Linked DNA regions of Hordeum vulgare: regions 1 and 2 are each linked to region 3. A link is a contact called in public Hi-C data. All regions are on one chromosome and are shown on one strand. The core of a region is the stretch at or near the end of the contact, and the rest is flanking DNA. Distances in the headings are between cores, read along the strand shown.

Region 1 (3,378 bases), core at 516-3,015, 280 kb after region 3:
CCATGTTCTTTAGGGTTTTGAACACGTTGATGCGAACCCTTACTCTAAAAAAAATTCCCCTTGAAGTCTTGCTATTTGGGCTCTACATATATGAAATCCCCAACTTTCCTTGCCAGGGATTTGAGTAGAGGATAGAAACCATCCGGGAGATCATGCACCTGCATCCACAACTCTAGCATATCAAGTTCGATCAACGATGGTTTTGTGAACCCGTCGTACTTAGCCAAGATCACCGCGTTGCCCTTGTAATTCCAGGGCCCTTCTCCCATTACGTGTTCCCAGACTTCCAGACATGTGAATTGCAGAATGTAAAGGTTCTCCTCGAGCGGGCGGCTCTGTACTGTGTGGGCTAAATCCCATGCTGCGCGCATGGTCTTGAAAAAACCATACTGACTGTACTTCTTCTCTGTATGGACTCGCACTATGGCCATCCAACGAGTCGCAGTCGGCGGAGTGGGTCCTCTTTCTCCACCACCACATCATCCATGTCCTCCTCCTAGAGGCCCATCTTGCTCATAAAAGCCTCCAAGTCCGACGCAACTGTAGAACTTGAAGCTTTTGTAGCCATCTTGATTCCATGATCCGAAATGAGATTCAATCGGGTGCTGAAAGAAACCCTATCAATCCCCAAACAACTAAACCAAGAGGCCAAGACCGGACAGCGCTACGAGGAGCGCACCTTGATCGGTCCAAAGGCCGGTTGCCGATGCAGATGGAGGGAGGGTAGACGAAACCCTATGTTGACGAGCAAATCGTCACCGAGGGGAGATAAACCCTAACGACAGGGTAACGCGTTCTTCTTAGGCTGCCCGTAATGGAAGTAACATAGATAGTATCATGCATGCTAACTACTCCATCCGTTCGTAAATATAAGTCTTTTAGAGTTTTTGCTAGGGGACTACATACGGATGTATATAGATATATTTTAGAGTGTAGATACATTCATCTTGCTTCGTATGTAGTCTCCTAGTAAAATCTCTAAAAGGACTTGTATTGAGAAACAGAGGGAGTAGACAATTTTGATGAGGTGACGTATAATTTAATGAAAAAAGAAATGGTTGAGTATCATATCATGATACCGTATCATATTAAATGATGTGCTACTATGTTTCTTGCATGACAATAAATGAACTATCCTATAATACTAATATATGGTACTATGCATTACAGATATGATATCATACATTAATATCATATACATGATACTATAATACATGATACTAGTTATTAGAGCAAGTACAATAATGTACAATCAGCAGGTTGTAAGAATTAAAATATTATATTTTTGCTGAGTTGGATGAGAGAGAAGAGGAGAGAGAAGGAAAGCGAGCTCTTCGTGAAGAGCCATGTGTAACACGTGCTCCTAGGTGCCTTGTGAGAGTGAAAGATGGACCATATATGATAAAAGTAGTACTCCCTCCGTCCCAAAATAACTGTCTCAACTTTGTACTAGCTCTAGTACAAAGTTGTACTAAGTTGAAGACACTTATTTTAGGACGGAGGGAGTATTTTTTATAGCTAACTATTATACAAACTAGCTATAAGATGGGTTATAAGAGCTTGTGGGCAATATGTGCAACGTGCGTTCTCTTTAGCGCACACGCAAAGAATGACAAAGCTGACGTGGACCTGGGCTTAGCCCTTCCTACCGGCGGCCCTGCCCTAGGCCCGCAGTTCTGTCCCGCAAATCCAACCCGGCCCGAACCTACCCGATCTGGCGCATATTATCCCGACCCATTAAAACAAAAAAGCGAAAGAGAAAAGAAAACCTAAATTCCCCATCCGAAGCGCAGAGCCACCCCCCTAGCCCCGGCGCCCGCCCGCCCGCCCGCCTGCCTCCCCGATCGATCCATCGAAGCCGAAGAAGCTTCCCCTCCCCACTGACAACACCGCGCGAAAACATAACAAAGCCAGCCCCCCGCAAAGGCTTCGAGCGGGGCGTTGCCGCGCTCCGATTTGAACCGGGAAGCGGGGGGACGAAGACGAAGGCCCCCGCCTCGCCTCCGCCGCGTCGCGCGGGCTGGAGGCGGAAACCCTAGCGATGGCGGCGTCCGTGGACGCGGCCGCGCCTGCTCCCCCGCCGCCCGTCGCCGCGCCCGAGGAGGCCGGCGGGGGCGACGTGGAGCAGGCCAGGATCCTCATCGGCGCGCTCAACCTGCTATCGCGCAACCTCCCGCTGCCACCCGCCGTCCTGTGCGCGGTCTCGTCCATCTACAACCACGGCGGTGAAGACGCGGGGGACGAGGATGAGGTGGATGAGGAAGGGGCCGAGGGCCCGGCGCTGGTCGGGGATGAAGGCCAAGGGGGGGATCCCGCTAACGCCGTCGGTGCGGCCGAGGTGCGTGCCGGTGCTTCTCCACTATGTGGCGCGTTTCGGTTGGATGCTCTGGCGTCGCGTAGCTCGATGGGGACTGGTGCCGGGGTTTGGTCTGATGCGCGGTCTGGCTAGGGTTTGTGGGATTGGCGAGATTTAGCTGTGGTTCCCAATAATTAATTACTGTGGTTCGTGCCTTCCTGCTTCTCATTTTGGGTTCGACTTGGGCTGGATGTTTGTGCAATTGGGAACGTTAGCTTTGGCGCTTTGTAAGTGAAGGGATATTTATGCGTGTGGTTTAGTAAATTTTTCTGGCTGATACGCTCTCGATTCACCTTGGATGAACACATGATTAATTGGCTATACATATCAACTTATATTATCCCCGGGCTACAGGACTGGTGCTAGTTCTATTTAGCAAGGCACTCAGCTGGGATGGCTTGAATGACGTTTGATGATTGGGTATCATGTTGCTTGTTTGGGTGACTGGGCCTTCTAATGTCAGAATGGAATCAGAAACATGTAGCTTCATTTCCAAAATGTACTATATTTAGCTAGGACTTCCTTGAGAATCAGTCTTGCCATCAGACTGATTTTCGTTAATGAGGGGAGTCAGATGAAAAAATGGGATAAATAAATTGCTTGTCTTCCTTTATACTCCCTCCGTCCCAAAATTCTTGTCTTAGGTTTGTCTAAAAATGGATGTATCTAAATACTAAAACGCGACTAGATACATTCATATCTAGACAAATCTAAGACAAGAATTTTGGGACGGATTGAGTATGTTATAAGTTGTTTGCCGTCATAACTGATCCGAGGTACTTGCTTCTGCCCCACTCCCCTTGTTTCGAGAAACTTCTCCTTCTCCCACTGTTTGTGACACCGATCTTGGGTTAGAAAATAGCCACACAAGTCGTCTCTTGACCTGACAAGAAATTACCAGGAAGGAAAGCACGACAAAATCACATAAAGTAAATACAGGATGACCTGGAGAGTTCTGGAGTCACTTCTCTGCACAAGTTTAAGACTGAATTTTCTTCTTCTGAAGTTTCAGTCAAGAAGCA
Region 2 (3,569 bases), core at 826-3,325, 460 kb after region 3:
GAGGTAATCTCTTCCGTTTCCCATCTTTCTATCCAAAAAGTATTGCGTATTTTTCAGATTTGTATTAGTTAGGTTGAGAGCCATGTTTTGATTGGATTTGAAATGTAGATGAGGAGTTAGTCATATTTTATGAATCCTAGATGAGTAGTTTTGGTATATGACTATTCCTATGAGTAGATGGCGTGAGTTTTATGAAGAAATGAGTAAATGACTATTTTTTTAAAGATGAGTAGATTCATATGAGTATTTTTTAGTAATATGTAGATGAGTGGATTAGTAGATGAGTAGATTCATATGAGTATTTTTTTGAAGATGAGTAGATTCATAAGTGTATTTTTTGTGATATGTAGGATGGTGTGGCTTTTGAATGATGCCTATGAAGTTGAACACCGGGCCTATTTGATGTTCGAGAAGGGGATGGTAAGTACAATATATGTTCAAAAATCATGTATTTATTTAATAAGATGAAACCGTAATCATATCACTCCTCTCTGTTTGCAGAAGCTTATGCCCTTGAAGATTCGGTCTCACGGGGCATCGACTGTCATGTCGTACGATGAGCGGTACACATCATATATCGAGATGACATGACTCCTTCCATTCATTCAGCTTGTGAGTCGGTCAACGCCAACCTGAACGCTGCGGCAATCAGTGCATTTACTGATCAGTGGAGGCCGAAGACCCATAGTTTTCACCTCTGGACCGGAGAGATGACAATGACTTGAAGATGTTTCCATGATCACCGCACTTCCGATCGAGGGGAAGCCTCTTTGTATGAAAGCCTATAAGCGATGAACTCAGAGGTGAGTTGTCTATGGTTTTGCGACGAAAGCTTGCCATCAACCCTCTTCCCTCAACACCTGTGAGGCATACAACTGATAATGTTCCATCCTGACCCTCCTTTCCATGGTCTTGCACGGACAATCCATGGACATCATGAATCCTCACATGCAACCGTGTAACGTATCTTCATGTTTGAATGAACAACTTTGTGTGGCCTATAATGCGTAACAGAATATTCATCCTAACCCCATCGTACCCCTTATCCTAACATACAAACAAATAGAACAATATCATACACATCCCAAATTTCATGAAAAACTAGGGTTTCCTCACATTTGCAAAAAAATCACCAAATGAGATCTTTTTTGGGATGAGAAGGAGGGAATTACCTTAGGGGACGGATTGGACAACAAATGTTCGGACCAAACCTTCAGATCTGCTGATTTGGAGAGGGATTTGAGAAAGAGGACGACTTCAACTCGAGCTGTGAAGTGAAGTGAAGGGGGTGAATGAGGAGGGGTGGGGGAGAGGGCTGGCCCGTGGCTCGATAAGTCATAGTGTGGCGCCTAAGCGCTCGACGTCACACTGTAGAGTGTGCAACGCCTGAGGCTTAGGCGTCGCACTGCCGGGGGGATGGGACAAGCTGTGTCAGCGTGGACGGCACCGACGGCTTAGGCGTCACACAATGTAGTGTGACGCCTAGGTGTCGGACGCCACACGAAAGGGTCAGCTCAATGATTTTTTTCTCTCCGCGGGTTCACTTTACGAGTTCTTTCAACCCATGGGTTAGATTTGTCAATTTTGCCCGATCTTGCTCGTTCTTGGCTCGGTGTGCCCACACCCGAATCATGTGGGCCGCATGATATAAGCCTTCTAAACGAGAATTAGGGAGTACATTGAAACATTTGATGAATCCATTCCTATGAACCTAAGATTCCAACAGAAAATAAAATCTATAAATTGAAACCTTTCAAAATTATTTCAACCAAAGTACCCGCAAAAATAAAAAAATAAAAAAATTGTCAGCCAAAGACACCGGCGGTATTTTACTCTTTCGGTCTCGTACGCACGCATGGACCTGTGCTATCGGTGGCAGCTCCCTTTCCTTGACTGCCGGCGACTCCATAGTAGTAGTAAAACAACCCGATATTCCACAAAGGCACAAATGCCTCCCTCAAAAAAAAAAAAGGAAAAGAAAAAGGCAGAAATGCCCGCCGGCCGGCCGGCCACGGGCAGCCAGCGCGCGGCCCACCCATGTATTTAGGCCGCTCCGCCGCCCCACTCCCGAGGGAAGGAAGCCAGCGAAGCGGACCATTTCGCACGGAGGCACCGAGGAAGCGAGCGAGGAGGGACCCAAGCCATGGCGCTGCCGCTGGCCCTGGTGGCCCTGCTCGCCGCGGCGGCGGCGGCGAGGGAGGCGCACGGGTACGTGGCGTACAACACGAGCGCGGGGACGGCGGCCGGGCTGCTGAACGTGCACCTGGTGCCGCACTCCCACGACGACGTCGGCTGGCTCAAGACCGTCGACCAGTACTACGTCGGCTCCAACAACTCCATCCAGGTGCGTGCGCGGGCAGGCGGGCGCCGCCGATGCCCTCCATGGCCGCGGTTCGTGATTTCTTCCGTCTGCGTGCATTGCTGCAGGGCGCGTGCGTTATGGACACGCTAGACTCCGTGGTGGACGCGCTGGCCAGGGACCCCGGCCGCAAGTTCGTCGTCGCGGAGCAGGTCACGTGCTCGCCCGAATTCCCCCGTCCAATTCTCCTCCTCCTTTGCTTTGGATGTTTCTCCCCTTGTTTCTCTCTGCTTTGCCCACAGTAATATCTTTTCATTTATTGTCATGCATTACACATAGTAACACAATAGTTAATATGATACGGTATACTCAATTTTTTTTTATTTAATTTTATGACACCTCATTAAATATGGTCAGTTGACATGCAAGATACTGTACCGTACTATTTAAGGAAGTAACGTCCCCGCCTTAGTTTACCTTATGACTGAGCACGGTAATGATTGAACAGTCATTGCTGCTTGCTTGTGCCATGGATGGGTGGTCTCGTTTTAAAAGAGCACGAATCATCAATCATCCACTGTTTCACTGCAAGTGTGCAAACCCATCTAGAGTAGTTAATTCGGCGGTGGGGCCACACCTTTCACGTGATCATCTTATCCGGAAATGATATTATAAATGACCATATCTTGTAAGATGCCTCAATAGGACTGTTCATCCTTCAGTTGGCTTGTAATGATTGGCCGTATGAATCAGCCGCAGTGTCCAGTGACATGGTATATAGGAATCCATAATGTATCTTGTGGAAATTACATGGAAAATAAATAAAGAAATACGAGTAAGAAAAATCTTGGAAGAAAAAAGGTAGTTCATGGAAACATTGAATCACACAAGCCAGAATGGCCCTTTTTCCCTCAATCTTGACATCTGAACTGGGGTTAACTCACTTTGCCCATTTCAGCACTATCCTCAATTCAGACATAAAAACACTTAAACTTGACACCGAGTGTTAGCCCCTACAATTTGGTTCTCATGAATCACACAATTTTAGTTAGGGCTTAGATGTTTTAAATCTCATAAGATGAAATGGATCTAGACCACTGTTTGATGGCCAGAAATTTGTTTCTCTCTTTATGTTACTTGATAATAAGTTGTATTGGATCTTCGTAACTCTGAATATGACGTGTTTTTGCATTTAGGCCTTCTTCCAAAGGTGGTGGGTAGAGAAAAGCCCAAAAATCCAGGCCATAGTGCACAAGCTAGTTGATTCTGG
Region 3 (3,479 bases), core at 444-2,943:
AAACATCACATCCCCATCCAAAGATCAACTCCAAAAAGGCGAGCATGCTGACAAACAAACAAAAGAAGTATCTTTGTGTTCACCTGTGCCATTTGAACTTGTCGTTTGTCAGATCAAGCACATAGAGATCGTCTGTCGAATGCCCTGCTGGTCCAATCCCACCCTGCACAAAAATTGCACCACTCACCACTGAACTAAGTTGGATGGCACCAAATCAGAACTCAAAGATACCAAGTTCCTCATACCTGGAAAACAACCATGGTGCCCACAGCAGCAGCAGAATGCGCAGCCCTCGGAGATGGAGGATCTCCAGCTGGATGTAACCTGCAGGCACGTAGAACTTAATTTAATGAATATACCGTTACGAGTCCATACGAATCTACCGTTACGACAAAAGAATCTAGTGCTGTGAGTCCATTCGACTTGCCTAACGAACGTACCATTACGAGGACATGCGGTAGTGTCAAAAACTCTCTTATATTATGGGACGGAGAGAGTATATCGTTACGAGTCCATTCGGCTTGCGTAACGAATATACTGTCACGAGTCCATTTGGCTTGGCTAACGAATAAGCCCAGCTAAGTAACTGATGTATGGAAAGCATATAATTGTGCACAACTGCATGAGCTCAAACATAAGATACAGAGTTCACCACATTTACCTGAACAAGACACAAGTACAACCCATAATTGGACACAATCTACACATCCGGCCTCCCCAACAAGAAATGACTTAAAATTGACCTAGAATTATGGCTTGTAATGAAGCCAAATGGAGGCTCTCCAGCTGGATATAACCTGCAGGCACGTACAACTTAATCTAACGAATATACCGTTACGAGTCCATACGAATCTAGCGTTACGATTCCATTCGGATTGCCTGACGAATATACCGTTACGACTCCATTCGGCTTGCCTACCGAATAATGCCAAGCAAAGTAACTGATGTATGGAAAGCATATGATTCTACACAACTGCTATAGTGAGCTCGAACATAAGATACAGAGTTCACAACATTTGACACAACCAGACACAGGTACAACCAGTAATGGGACAGAATCTACATTTAGCCTCTGCGACGGAATATGACTCAAAATTGAGCTACAATTACGCCTTCTAATGAAGCAGCTGAGTAAAATCTGGGTGGAGCAGCGGCCTCACCTGGTCCACCTCCGCTTGTCCACGTCGTACGAGTGCACCGTGTTGGTCACCCCCGCGAGCCCTTCAGCCCAAGACCAAAAACCCACCATTAGATAGAGCAAAACAGAAGGGAGAATCTCAACCGGAGCACGGCGCGCGCGAGAGGAGGGGGGCAGGGGGGCACCGAACTGATGCCGGGGAGGCCGGAGGTGGCGCCGGCCTCGATCGCCGTGGCGCCGCCGAAGAGGATGAGGCGCGGGCCGTGGCCCTTGGTGGGCGCGATGACGGTGAGCGAGTGGCCGCACCTGTAGCCCGGCGAGTCGTCGCCCGACCCCTCCCACCCCTCCACCTCCCTGTACGCCGGCGCCGGCACGACCCACGCGCCCTTCCCCGCCGTCCCCATCCCGGCCCCGAACCCTAGCTAGCTTCCCCTCCCCCCGCGCTAAACCCTAAGCCGCAGCCGCCACGGCGCCGACGCGGGTTGGGATCCGAGGAGGTGGGGAGTGAGGGGAGGAAGAGAAACGGCTGGGAGAGAAGAGAAGAGTAGTACTACTACTACTGCTGCAGTTCGCACTGGACGCGGAGAGGGAGGCGACAGCGGGGTGTGCGGTAACACGGTGGTGGGGCGGTGGGCGGGGGTTAATACGGTGGGGCCCGGGCGTCGGTGGGCGGGGGTAAATGGCGCGCGGGTGCGGGTGCGGGCGCTGCGGGAGTCAATGGGGGCCTCCGTCATCGTATACAGCTCAGAGGTGGGGGAGGAGCGAAGGAGGACACAACGGAAGGAGGAGGGGCGTGGGATGGTAGGCACGGCCGCCGCCGGGTGGGCTGTGGGCGCCACCGGCCCGGCTGGCTGACTTTATAACTGGTTGCCTTTTCGGATAGGTACAGTTCACAAAGGTTTCTCCTTTTGGATTGGAACCGGAACGTGTAGGGAAACGCAGAGAGAGGGAGACAGCCTCATAGGGCCACGGTGGCTGGCCGGGGCTTGGCCGCGAAGATCATCGTCAACACGATGGAGCATGGCTGGTCAGCTGGTTGTAGGGATGCAAACCAGGGCTCTCTAGGTCAGCCCCATGTAAATGCCACATGGGAAGGTGATTTGCTTGTAGCCGCGACGAGTGGCATGGCCACGGTGGCGGCGGCACCCAGCACGGTGCGGCCTCGGGCGTAGCAGGAGTGACGGAGGCGGTTGGAGACGTGATGGCATCGTGGCAAGATGGCGTCCTAATTTCGTGTGTGTGTGCCGACATCGGAGGGGCTATAGCGGGTGATGGCCCTATTTGTGGTTCGTCTTGGTTGCCGCGGTAGCGGTTCGATTTTAATTGTAACCCTACATCCAACATCCCCATCTTCGTCATCGACGAAGATTGAAGGTGGTGCAGCAGCGCTCGCGGCCAAGCCATCTACCTACTTTCAGTGTTCGCTCTAGCTAGCGGTGTGTATGGGATTCGAGATCTCATATGGGATTCGAGATCTCATGACAGTAGGATCCAACTACTAAGTCGTCACCAACTGGTATAATGGTCGTTGGCTATTTCGACAACAAGTATGTGCATCCAAGGTGAAAACCCATGATCGCGTATCTCCGTCTTGAACAGGCAATGTTGACATGGATTGCATCGTGCCCCTGTTAAAGGTGTTGGCTCAAAGCTCGCTTTGAGAATGGAAATGTCAAGTGCAACCTCTAGTTGGACCCGTCAACATCAATGTGAGTGTGGTGATGTCTTCCTTGTCTAGGAGTAGTTAGTTATTTCTCGATCATGTGGCATGGTGTTTGTGCAAGGTTTGTGGGATGTTGTCGTGAAACAGATCTTTTCTTTAAGCAATTCATTTAGCAGCAATGTTGGCTTTACTTGGCATTGTTGGATGATAATAATAATAATATTTAATTGTGTGCATCAAACGATGTGGAGGTCACGAATTGCTTCTCCTTTCCTAAGGAAACAAGGGAAGCGAGTTTAATATATATCATATGCAGGCTTGTAGGGTATCCAATCGGATCATTGAGTAGTTGATATAGTAATAAACAATACTTTTATAATGATATGTTGGAATAAACAATACTTTTATAATGATATGTTGGAACAATACTATGAGATAATAGTGAGGTTGTCTCATGTTTTTCCATCTATCAATGATGCATGCGATCTATAATTGTGATCATAGTTCATAAAACAACTTTGGTTGTCTACACATCTAGGTACTAAATGGTGGGGCACTGGCGATAAAAAGATGCGCCCATATGTACTTTAGAAAGAAAACGTATCGACGGGAGGAAAACAAAAGTATAAATACATCATTGTGAAGATATTAATGAACTGATATAATCCATGCGAAAGA

What was found. Hi-C and Micro-C count contacts between places; a contact is called where the count stands out from the background.
Region 1: a Hi-C map of leaf shows a contact between it and region 3, with 7 times the contacts expected there. The contact joins the promoter of LOC123424615 here to the promoter of LOC123424625 in region 3. A contact is called at or near these places in 6 of 6 Hi-C or Micro-C datasets (leaf, seedling and an unstated tissue) and 1 of 1 datasets of contacts at active chromatin or transcription factors (embryo).
Region 2: a Hi-C map of seedling shows a contact between it and region 3, with 4 times the contacts expected there. The contact joins the promoter of LOC123424592 here to the promoter of LOC123424625 in region 3. A contact is called at or near these places in 2 of 6 Hi-C or Micro-C datasets (leaf and seedling).

What each region holds. Positions count from the first base shown.
Region 1 is chr1H:70,488,362-70,491,739 of MorexV3_pseudomolecules_assembly, reverse strand. It overlaps LOC123424615 (probable ATP-dependent DNA helicase CHR719), which reads left to right and starts at 1,765. Exons shown (of 12, transcript XM_045108258.1): 1 at 1,765-2,338. The coding sequence starts at 2,042.
Region 2 is chr1H:70,308,795-70,312,363 of MorexV3_pseudomolecules_assembly, reverse strand. It overlaps LOC123424592 (alpha-mannosidase), which reads left to right and starts at 2,075. Exons shown (of 29, transcript XM_045108236.1): 1 at 2,075-2,344; 2 at 2,428-2,511; 3 at 3,496-3,569. The coding sequence starts at 2,144.
Region 3 is chr1H:70,770,518-70,773,996 of MorexV3_pseudomolecules_assembly, reverse strand. LOC123424625 (serine/threonine-protein phosphatase BSL1 homolog) reads right to left here and starts at 1,693. Exons shown (of 21, transcript XM_045108271.1): 1 at 1,329-1,693; 2 at 1,161-1,221; 3 at 246-324; 4 at 84-163. The coding sequence starts at 1,542.